Regions from separate parts of the Mus musculus genome. Here all the other regions are linked to region 3. A link is a contact called in public HiChIP or PLAC-seq data. All regions are on one chromosome and are shown on one strand. Each heading gives the region's core, a stretch centred on a gene start, on an enhancer-like site or on the middle of the called end of the contact. The rest is flanking DNA. Distances are from core to core; before and after follow the strand shown.

Region 1 (3,372 bases), core at 346-2,845, 670 kb after region 3:
CTCCCAGTTTTGCATCTTTTTCTTTTCTTTCTCTTTTTCATTTGTCCTCCTCCTCTTCCTTCCCTCCCTCCCTTCCTTTTTTATTTATTTTCTTTCTTTCTTTCTAGGTAGGGTCATTTTCTCTCTGTGTAGTCTTGGCTGTCTTGGAGCTTGTAGACCAGGATGGCCTCAAATTCACCAAGACCTGCCTACCTCTGCCTCCTGACTGCTAGGATTAAAGGCCTGTGCCATCCTGTCTGGCTTTTTCTTCTTTTCTTTTTTTAATGTTACTTTTTTTTTTTTTTTTTGAGACTGGGCCTCATTATGTAGCTCTTTGTTGACCAGGCTGGCCTTGAACACACAGAAATCAGCCTGCCTCTGCCATTCAAGTCTTTCAAGGGCTGGATTAAAATTGTGCACTACCATACCTGGCCTCATGTTAAAAGAAGTATCATTTTGTGTGTGTTAGATCTGGGTGGGTGTGTGCATGCCCTGGCAGGCATGAGGAGGTCAGAAGGTAACTCTGTGGAGTCAATTGTCGCTTTCCCCCGTAACGTGGATCTCAGAGATAAAACCCAGATTACCAGCCTTACCATCGAGGTAAGCGCTTTTACCCACTGGCTCCAGATTCCCATTTCCAAGTGTGGGTTATATAGGATTCATTAAATGCACATATGTTTCAACCTATTGTAAGGGGAAAAAAAAATCATTCAGTCAAGCCATCATAAATGAGAGTGTGTGTGTTCCTTTTGGTAGAGGCTGCCCACATAGGAGAGAGAGCCTCTCCTGAGGTGTGGAGCAAAGACAAGCACAGAAATGAGTGAACACCCCTCCCTCCCCCCACCCCCAACTGAGCCTGGGATCTAACTGACCATCAAAGCCTACAGTGTTCAGTAAGCGCTTCCTGAGCAGGTCATGGACACCCAGGGAATAGGTGTTGAGAATGGAGGCGGGTTGTTGTTGCAGTCCGTTTTCCCCTTTTTAATCATGGTGAACCGCTGTCAAGTTTTTATTTTTTATTTGTGTTTTCCCAGTGAGTCATTGAGTTTATAATATTGGGATCTGGAGAAGGGAAAAGAGGAGAGAATAGAGAAATGGAACCTGTAAGTCAGAACAAGAGACAGAAGCTTGGATTTGAGAGGAGGGGTTTTGACTGAGCAGTAAGCAGTTGAAAGTAGGAAAACATCCCTGGGGAAGCAGGAAATATGCAGAGGAACTTTCAGGCGAGCACACCAGTGGGGCCTGAGGATGGTCGTAGGGATTCAATCCACCCTCTTAGAGGGGAATACTGTAGGCTGTTTTCCAATCTTAATTACAGCCACAGGATGACAAAAGCCTATAATATCTTCTCTGCTTCTACTAAGGGCTGGGAGAGTGTAGTCTCTCTTGTGTAATTCAGTTTGCATTGCAGGTTTATTATTATTATTATTATTTCTTAGGATATCCTGGGTTGAGGAGAAGTCATAAAAATTAGACTCATTTTCTTGTGTTTATATTAAAGTTTTAGACGGTTTCATGATGAAGGAAGGAACGAGTTAGTCACCAAGGGGATCGAGGAGGATGAGTTAGTGCTTGGTCATCAAACGATGGACCATTAAGAGCTTATTTCTTTTGGGAGGAGCAAAGGGCAAACTATGAGTCAGACAGACTATAAAGTTATTTCTCTCCGCTTGGTTCAGCCACCCTCCTGCAGGAAGATCACGGGCCCTGCAAGGACAACTCAGAAGGTGGTGCTTGTTGCGGTGTGAAGGGGAAGAGGTCCCCCCCAAACTACCCACAGTCCTCCACCCCAGCTCTGATTCCACAGGGACTAGCATTTTATCTCACTGTTTTCATACTGGAGCTCAAACTGGCCTAGAACTCACGAAGTTCCCCACCTCGGCTTGGAACCTGAGCTAGTCCTGCCTCAGCCTTCCCAGTGCCTGGCTCTAAGGTTGGCACGTCTGATGATTGGGGGTGCATGCGAGCTTACTTACGGAACAGGCTATGGTTGGTTTAAAACCTCAAAATCCCAGTTTTGATTCTGACTGGGATAGTGTTCTCCCTTGTGATGAGCCATTAAGAGGGGCTGGTTCCATCTATTGTGCTGGGAGAGTATAGCGTTTGTTCTGTGGATGAAGACACTTTCACTGTACTTGACGTGCACTCATCCCATGACGGAGTCATTGCTCTCCCTGTGCTGGCCGTTGCCCCCTTGATGAATTCTGCTATTTTTATTTTTAACTTTATTTTTATTTGTTTGTAGCTCATCCTGACTTGGAATGTGCTATGTACATCAGGCTGGCTTTGGGATGACAGAGCTCCTCCTGCCTCTGTCTCCCTAGTATTGGGATTCAAGTTGTGTGTCACCACACCTGGCAATAATGTTTCCTTTTGATATAGATTCAAACAGTTATCAAATATTTGTGTGTAAAATCAGGGGGAGATAATGAATAAGTGTTTGAAAGTACAATGATTTTTTTTTCTCTTTTTCTTTGTTGAGATAGGGTTTTTCTATGTATAACAGTCTATCCTAGAACTGGCTTTGTAGACCAGGCTGGCCTTGAACTCACAGACATCCACCTGCCTCTGCTTCCCACCTGCTGGGATTAAAGGTGTGAGCCAATGCCTGGTTAGAATGAAATGTTAATACAGAATGGTTCCCTCTTTATTTTCTGGTCTGTTTGATTCAGGGTTTTTAACTTTTTAACTTTTCCTTTGTCTTTGAATACTATGTTTCAGGTTCCGTGCTAATGACACAAGGCCTAGAAGTGCTGTTCCTGGCTGTAGGAGAGTTTTGGGCTTAGTGAGAGAGCCACATGAATAGGTGGCTGGGTACAGTTTGACCAGTGCAGGAGGTGTGCTGTGTGCAGAGGGATGCAAGAGAGCAATACCTACTCACTTTTGGGAGAGTATGTAGGCAGGGTCCTGACAGGGTCCTTAATACCTTTACCTTAAGGTATTAAGACTTTAGATGGCAAGGTTGTCCGCTGATGTAAGGAAGGGTACTTCAGCACGGAGAACATTCCGCACAGCGGTAGAGGGCACAGGGAGAAAACATGGCGGACTGTGGCAACTTCAGATAGTTTAGTTAAACAGTAGCTTACGGTGTGTGTGCCCTAATGACTCTGAGCTGGAGAGACGAGGAGGGGATTCCTTTACCAAGACTACTTACTGTTGGACAAACAATTCAGGCGTCATTCTCAAACGTTGTACCTACTGGGGAGTTGGAGGCAGGAAAGAGACTTGATTAGATTTGAATCTTGGAATGATCACTAGCACCAGCTTTGAGGATGGCTTCTTATAGAATTTTGTCTATAGCAGGCATAGTGGGACACACCTGTAGTGTGTTGAGGTTGAGGCAGGAGGATTGATACTTGTAGATAGATGGGCCTGGTCTCTGTAGAAAGATGT
Region 2 (3,643 bases), core at 444-2,943, 540 kb after region 3:
TGTGTCAATGAGAGTGGATACCTGTGTGAAATAACTTGATGGGAAATATTTGTCCTTTTGTTCCTTCTTGCAGATGAAGATCTGTTGTGGGTAGTTTTAAAAGCTACTGCCTTTGTCAGTGATTGTTAGAGCTATTAGCCCCCCCCCCTCCCTTTTGTTTCTACCTTTGCTGGGGGTGGGAGGGTGGTCATGCTACCAGCTCCCACCTGGCTTCCCTAAATCCACGATAAAAGACACACACAGCTTGTTACTTTACAATTTGCCTTCTCTGCACAATTTTTGGATGCAGATATCTCCTGCCTGGAAAAGTGTGACCTTACTAATTTATTATCTCCATTTCTCCACCTGCCCTAAACTTAGTGGCTGGTCCCACCTAGCCCCTGCCAAACACCCTTGGCCACCTGCCTGTAGCGGAGGTCACCACCCCAGCTTTCCCTGAGAGAGATCTCACATGGTTGCTGAGTTCTTTTTGCTCCAAAGCATGGCAGAAAGCTCCTCTGTCCATCCTCATGTCTTCCTCCCCCTCTCCCTGCCCCAGGACCCTGAAGTCCCACCTGTACTTTACATCCAGCAATTGCCCCCCCCCCCGGCCTTCTTTACTGACAAACCAAGAACCAATTGGGGAACAAGACCTTTGCATAAGAACCTCCCCTTACAAGGACCCAATGCTCATATTCTCTGGAGGACACAGAATTCAGTCACTGAAACTAGGCCTTTCCTGGACAACTAAACACACTGATATACACAGCTTGAACTTCTGAGTCTCAAAAAATAGAAGAACCAAATTCCTCCTCTTTGTAAATGACCAGCCTTCAGTATTTTATTGTAGTAACATAGATGGACTAAAATTCCTGAATATGAATGACTCCCCATCAATAGATACAAAGGAAAGTTTGGATCAACTTAGCAATATAAGCTGTAAGAAGTGTGGAAAGTATATGCTCATAATATTTAATTTATTAATTGATATTTAAATAATGCATTACATAACAATGTTTTCTAGAATAATTTTGTTTTTTTCTCTAAACACTAAGTAGGCTTGGCTGGCCTCAGACTCCCAGATCTGCCTGCCTTTGCCTTATGAATGCCCTAATGTGCCTCCATACCCAGAATGCGTTTGTTTGACTCTTAATGTCACTGTCTCTTTATCACAGTGGCTATGCTATGAGCACAATATGTCAGAAACATAGAAAGACATGTTTGTGTCTGTCCATGATGTCACAATTTATTGAATAATAATAAATTCACACAGCTTAAAGGTTTCAATGACTAATTTGTCATAAGTGCTGGCACTGTGTCAGAGGTAAATACATGTTCTTTATTCCAATCTAAATTACTAATATTAACTTTCATATTACAGAGAACATACACATATAACACACACACATGCATGTGCATACGCACGTATGTATGTATCTATGTATGTATATGCATATGTATGGTTTTGAGAATGAATATAAGTTAAAGAGGTCACTGCAGGGTTCAATCAGTTTCAAGATACTGAGGCAGAAAAGTACCAAAAGAGACCTGCTGGTAGACCTGTTAGTAGAGATACTGGAGTCAGGTTTGAGAGCCAAGCTGCAAAATTTGTCTACAAGGTGAAAGGCCAAACCCAGTCTAGAGCAGGAGATGGTGGGTCAAGTCCAAGTCCAGATGCATGACAGGGCAGATACCAAGCAGCTGAGTAAGCTATGTCAACAGGAGGGGACTGAGCTGAACCAGGCAATCAAGTTGATACATCCTGTTGGGATAGGGCCCTGCCATGGCAGTATTAGGTGTCTGTCACCTTCTGGGATCTAGGAGAGGGAGTCACATCTGTCCCCATTTTGGTGTGTCTATTAAATTCTCAGGTCTGGTTTTCCTAATAAAATTCTAAAATGCCCATGTGCCTGTAGGGCTTCATGTCTGCCTCGCTGCTGCTGGGGTGCCAGAGTACATCCAGCAAGTCTCTCAAGGGAGGCAAAACACAGTCCGTTGAAGGTGAGCCTGAGAGATGGTTCAGTGGTAGAGAGCACTGGCTGCCTTTCTGGAGGACTTGGGTTTCATTCCCAGCACCCACGTGGGGGCTCACACCAGTTACAATGGATCCCGTGACCACTATGGATAGTGCATACCCATAGCACACATATATACATCAGGCGCAACACCCACACACAGAAAATAAAGAAATATTAAAATCAAACAACCAAGATTCTGAAAATGACATTACCAGTCCACACAGCTTCTGCTTCAAAGGAAACATGACTGTAAAATAATTCACTGCTGCTCTAAAGTCTAAATACAAGAAAATTAATTGTGTTTGATCTTAGAATGGCAAACTTAGTTTAAATTAAGTATGCAATCTAATGTTACTAAACATTAGTTATTAGTTGTTTTAGGCTTGGACTCCTTTAAGGCAGCATCTCCTCAGATGTCTCCTGACAGGATTTCTGGCTACAGAAAAGGGAGTTTCCTGGGGGTAGGGGGTGGGGGTGGAGATGAGAATACACATTCATGCAAAGAAATGAAAATAACCATAACTGTAGTGGTTTGAATAAGAATGACCACCCCCCCCCCCATATACTCATGTATTTGAATGCTTGTCCGATAGGGAGTGGCACTATTAGAAGGTGTGGTCTTGTTGAAGGAAGTGTGTCACTGTGGAGGTGGACTTTGAGGTCTCAGATGCTTAAGCCCAGGCTCAGTGACACGCAGCACACTACCTTCAGATCAAGATATAGAGCTTTCAGCTCCTTCTCCAGTCCCATGTCTGCCTGCTGAGCTGGGAAGGGTGATTCAGCAGATTCAAGCCAGTGAGACACATTCACGAAGACAAGGCTTCTGCCTCGTGTGTGTGTGTGTGTGTGTGTGAGAGAGAGAGAGAGAGAGAGAGAGAGAGAGAGAGAGAGAGAGAGAGAGAGAGAGATGGTTTTAATTAAGAAGTCATTCAATCATCAATCAACCTCTTGCTTTTCGGTGACCCCGATGTATTTTACATTAAGCATGCTCAGCAGTGACAGGGCAGCTGGGAGGAGGCGAAGCCTCTGTGTGTCCTATGAAGCTCCCATCCCTGGTGCTGTGGATACAGCAATGGACAACTGTTTGCTCATGGACTTCCCACTGAGTCCCTGCTCCTCACCATCTCCACCAATCATGTAACATCACAGAGAAGGTCCTCACAGGCTAGGGCCTAGAGACATAGCCTGCTGCATAAGGAGCCCCAGCCTTGTTTGGTGCAAGGTGATTCATCACATTAGCATCCTAACAGTGCCTCGTTCCCATCTCCCAGGGGAAGGAAGACATTAGAGTCCTAGCATGTCAGGGGTTTGGGCCCTGAACAGTTGCCCCCTGGACCCTGGAAGAGTCCGAGCTGAAGAAGTCATTCTCAAAGCCCACTCAGAGATGCCCTGAGGACCCTCTGGTCACTGAGAGCTTCGTCCCCTCTTTTTCTTCTTCACTTCCTAGCCCTGACTACAGGCCAAAAGAAAAGGAAGTTTTACCAAATGTTACTGCTTTATGGTTTAACGACCAGACTGCACCTGCTGGTCCTCCAAAAAAGTCAAACTTGAGGGATGCTTTTAAGAAGCTTTCTTTGAGTGACATCTTTCATCTTACAGAGACCTTTTTTCAATTTTTTTTTTTTTTATCTTTTCTCTGAATCTGC
Region 3 (3,337 bases), core at 239-2,738:
TAAACATTAAAGTGACTTAAACTATTACATCATTATCCAAGGAAAACTTATCTCTCCAAAGCCAAAATATTTCAATACTAGATATTCTATCCTACTTATAAAAACTATATGTATATCCGAAGTATCGTTATTAAAGTATGATTATATAAGAAATAACTGTGTAATACGAATGTCTTCAAGTTTTGATGAGTCATCTAATTTGTTTACAATCTGTTTCTGCTTTATGCAACCCCTAATCCCTGAAGGTTTGATTCATAAATTCAGACATTCTACAAGTTAAGACACAGATTTATCTCTTAAATTGTTTGAAAAGCCTTTGTTTTAAATGGTTTTTCTTAGGAATGCCTGAAACAAAATAATTACAACTAAATTACTTTGCTAAGGTACAAGCAGCTCTAATCACTCTGGAAAACAATATATTCATGAACCATACACAAATGAAGTAAGGCCATATGGACTAATTTCTGCAAAGTAACAGGAATGGCAATCTAGAAAGTAAGCACGCAAGCATGCAGGCAGGGACCTTCAGAACTCTCATGCTGTGCATGCCAAAGCTCTGAGCAGCTTTGGGACCCTACCTCAAAAGTATGTTTGGCCATCCATCTCATCAAGGGGCAGCAGATACCATTTCAAATTTAATAGCCCATACAAATTTAAAGTATGCCCATAGAGGGGAAATTATCCCGTGCATTAATAATTTAACTCTGAAAAGAAACTGTGAACTGGGTTATCCAACTGAAAAGGAAATTAAAATTTTAAGCATAAAAAGTCAGGTTTGGCTGTAAATGTTAACAAAGAAAAAGTATTCTATTACTTTCAAATGTAAAGTACTGTTAATAAAAAATTAAAGTTAAAATACCTAAATTGGTAAATATACAAATAACTGACATGCTATAAATGTGAGCATTAGCACGTTTAAACACAAGAGTATACATAGGGAGGGGCAGATCTGTGGTCCAATTAGTTCATGGGCCGATTACTCCTCCAATAAAATCTACAATACTGTTCGTGGTTGCACATTCTTCTGACAAAGAGCCTTACTCCCAGTAGGCCTGTGATAAATATTTTTAATAAATTAAAAACAAAGTTTAGTTACAAGTATATATGCTTTTTTCTGGTTACATACATGTAAGCCTGCTACAACACCTATTATGTACTCTAGTTGTGTATGTGATCCTGCTATGTGTGGTCAGCAGATGGAGTTTGTATAAACACATCTCTCTATAGTTAAAGGACACTGTACACAAACCCTAGTGTCAACAGACTCAAAAGCTGTCTTCAACTCAGACAGAACACACATTCAGTAATTCTGAAGTATAACTCAGAGAAGGTAGAACTGAGAATGTCGCAGTGTCCAGCTTATCACTCCACAGGTCACCAGAAAATGGATGTACAGCTCCTGCATGAACATCCTCATCTGCATCCACAGAACACACAAAAGGCCAGACTTCTAGTGTTGACATACAACTTCAGACTTATCTCTACAGAGTCCAGTGCGATCGACTGCTCAGAATTCTTGGCTATAAGCCCTATGACATCATGGGAGCTCTATCATTTAACCTCAGTTCTAAACTTATTTCTATAATATTAAGGGGGAAAAACTATGAAATTTAGTTTCTCTCACCACACACACACACACACACACACACACACACACACACACACACAGCCTTCCTTGTGCTTCACGATGCAGCTCAGGCACGGGAAGATGTAAGTTAAACGATCATCACAACTGCCAGGACCATTTGGCTCCCACTAGAAGAGAGAAGTTGGTTACTAACAGTCACAGGGACAATAAAAGGCCGGGTGCTGCAGTGACAGTACAGTGCCTTTCCCTAACTCCCGTGAACTATGCTTGCCTACAGCTGGAATGAAGGTGTTTGCTGCATGTGGCTGAAGTATGTCAGGGAGGACTAGTCAGTGCAAATAAACTCAGGCTGCACAAAAGGTGGCTGCAGAGGCAGGGGCAGAGCAGGGCGTTGTTTCTGTTTTAGAGGAATAAAGTAAATAATTGTGCAGGAGTTTGTTGAGCTCTGGGCACTCTGCCATACAGGAAGGGCATGTAATTACTAAAGCTAAGACAGCCATGTTCAAATGAAGTAATATCAATAGGACATGGTTGGGCTCCAAATTCTTTTATCTTCAAATTTTAAGGATCCCTGGATCTCACCTCACTCTTTGATATTTAACTACCACTTAAATAAATAGAGGCATAATGAAGGTCTACTTGTAATTTCCATAAAAATCCAGTAAGATGTTATCGTGAATGATGGCATCTTTTTTAAGAGCTCTACAAATGAGGAACAGGGTGATTCCCACTCATTGAAAACAACAGAAGCAATACACAGGGTATCTAATTTAGGAGCGCACCAGAGCAAGAGGTACACACAGCGCGCGCTTCGGTGTGTTAGCAATGTGAGCATCCACCTTTTGACTCCCACTCTGTGCCATTTGGGTTCACCTCAATCTTAAATCTGGATCTCAACTTTCTTAATCATCATCAAAAAAATTTAAAGAGTGTGGCTTATGAGTAGGCCTAAGAATGAAAGTCAGAGCCCCTGAGGCAAGTTCAAATCACAATCACACGCAGACACGCACACACTCATGCACATGTGCACACACACACATGATTCTATAGAAAATAAGTAATCTTGTATCCTATATAGAACTATGAAATTTATTTGTTAATCCTACCCATGACTGGAAATACCATTTTTATTTTGAAGAACATTTCTAAAACCAAGAGACAGTAGTCTATCTGTTATAAAAATACAGTGTACTCTGCCAATCAATTGGTATACCCTGCATATAGCCTGTTGCTTACTGTTTCCCTGTACCTCTGAAGAGGGCATGGGGCATATCAAGGTTGCAGGGGAAGGCACAATGAACAGCCACTGCCATACCAGACTCCTTTTCAGTCAACAGCATGCTGTGGAATTTCAAAATGGACTCTGTCATTTGGGCCTCTGGTTTTCACCTGATGCAAGGCCCATTGAGGGTACTACATTTGGACATATTTCTTCATCTAATGATTGTATACAGTGCAGTAAGCTAGCTATTCAGCAGTTTTAAGTTTGCCAGAAATCTACATACTATCAGGATACAAAAATCCTTCCTTGCCTCTTAATTTATCTTGGACTCCTGCATCCTTATTGAGATAAACAGCAAAAGCTGTCAAAAGATGATTCTGATTGGAGCCTACGGGTGGCTCTGACAAAGACCCCATTTCTCTTATTTCTAGGAATTAACCTGTATTTCTCATAGAGCGAATTCCCAAATCAATATGACAACCCATCCTTTCATTACCTGTACTTAATTGTCTGCTAATTTGGACATA

What was found. HiChIP or PLAC-seq counts read pairs in DNA pulled down with a chosen protein or histone mark.
Region 1: a FOXA1 HiChIP or PLAC-seq map of pancreatic cancer cells shows a contact between it and region 3. The contact joins two enhancer-like sites. A contact is called at or near these places in 3 of 115 datasets of contacts at active chromatin or transcription factors (embryonic stem cells, hepatocytes and pancreatic cancer cells).
Region 2: an HNF4G HiChIP or PLAC-seq map of pancreatic cancer cells shows a contact between it and region 3. The contact joins two enhancer-like sites. A contact is called at or near these places in 1 of 484 Hi-C or Micro-C datasets (cortical neurons) and 2 of 115 datasets of contacts at active chromatin or transcription factors (pancreatic cancer cells and stem cell-derived neural progenitor cells).

Annotation. Positions count from the first base shown.
Region 1 is chr2:58,544,729-58,548,100 of GRCm38.p6, reverse strand. The region is part of intron 1 of Acvr1 (activin A receptor, type 1); the gene reads left to right. Among named protein-coding and RNA genes, the nearest start is that of Acvr1, 20 kb to the left of the region's middle. Within about 2 kb of position 1,595, at least 47 of the 459 cell types and tissues checked have an H3K27ac peak or open chromatin away from gene starts, as enhancers often do. A contact at or near this core is called in pancreatic cancer cells, where this site is marked.
Region 2 is chr2:58,681,196-58,684,838 of GRCm38.p6, reverse strand. It overlaps a transcript of Upp2 not described here. Among named protein-coding and RNA genes, the nearest start is that of Upp2, 72 kb to the left of the region's middle. Within about 2 kb of position 1,693, at least 1 of the 459 cell types and tissues checked has an H3K27ac peak or open chromatin away from gene starts, as enhancers often do. A contact at or near this core is called in pancreatic cancer cells, where this site is marked.
Region 3 is chr2:59,218,747-59,222,083 of GRCm38.p6, reverse strand. The region is part of intron 2 of Pkp4 (plakophilin 4); the gene reads right to left. Among named protein-coding and RNA genes, the nearest start is that of Pkp4, 60 kb to the right of the region's middle. Within about 2 kb of position 1,488, at least 47 of the 459 cell types and tissues checked have an H3K27ac peak or open chromatin away from gene starts, as enhancers often do. A contact at or near this core is called in pancreatic cancer cells, where this site is marked.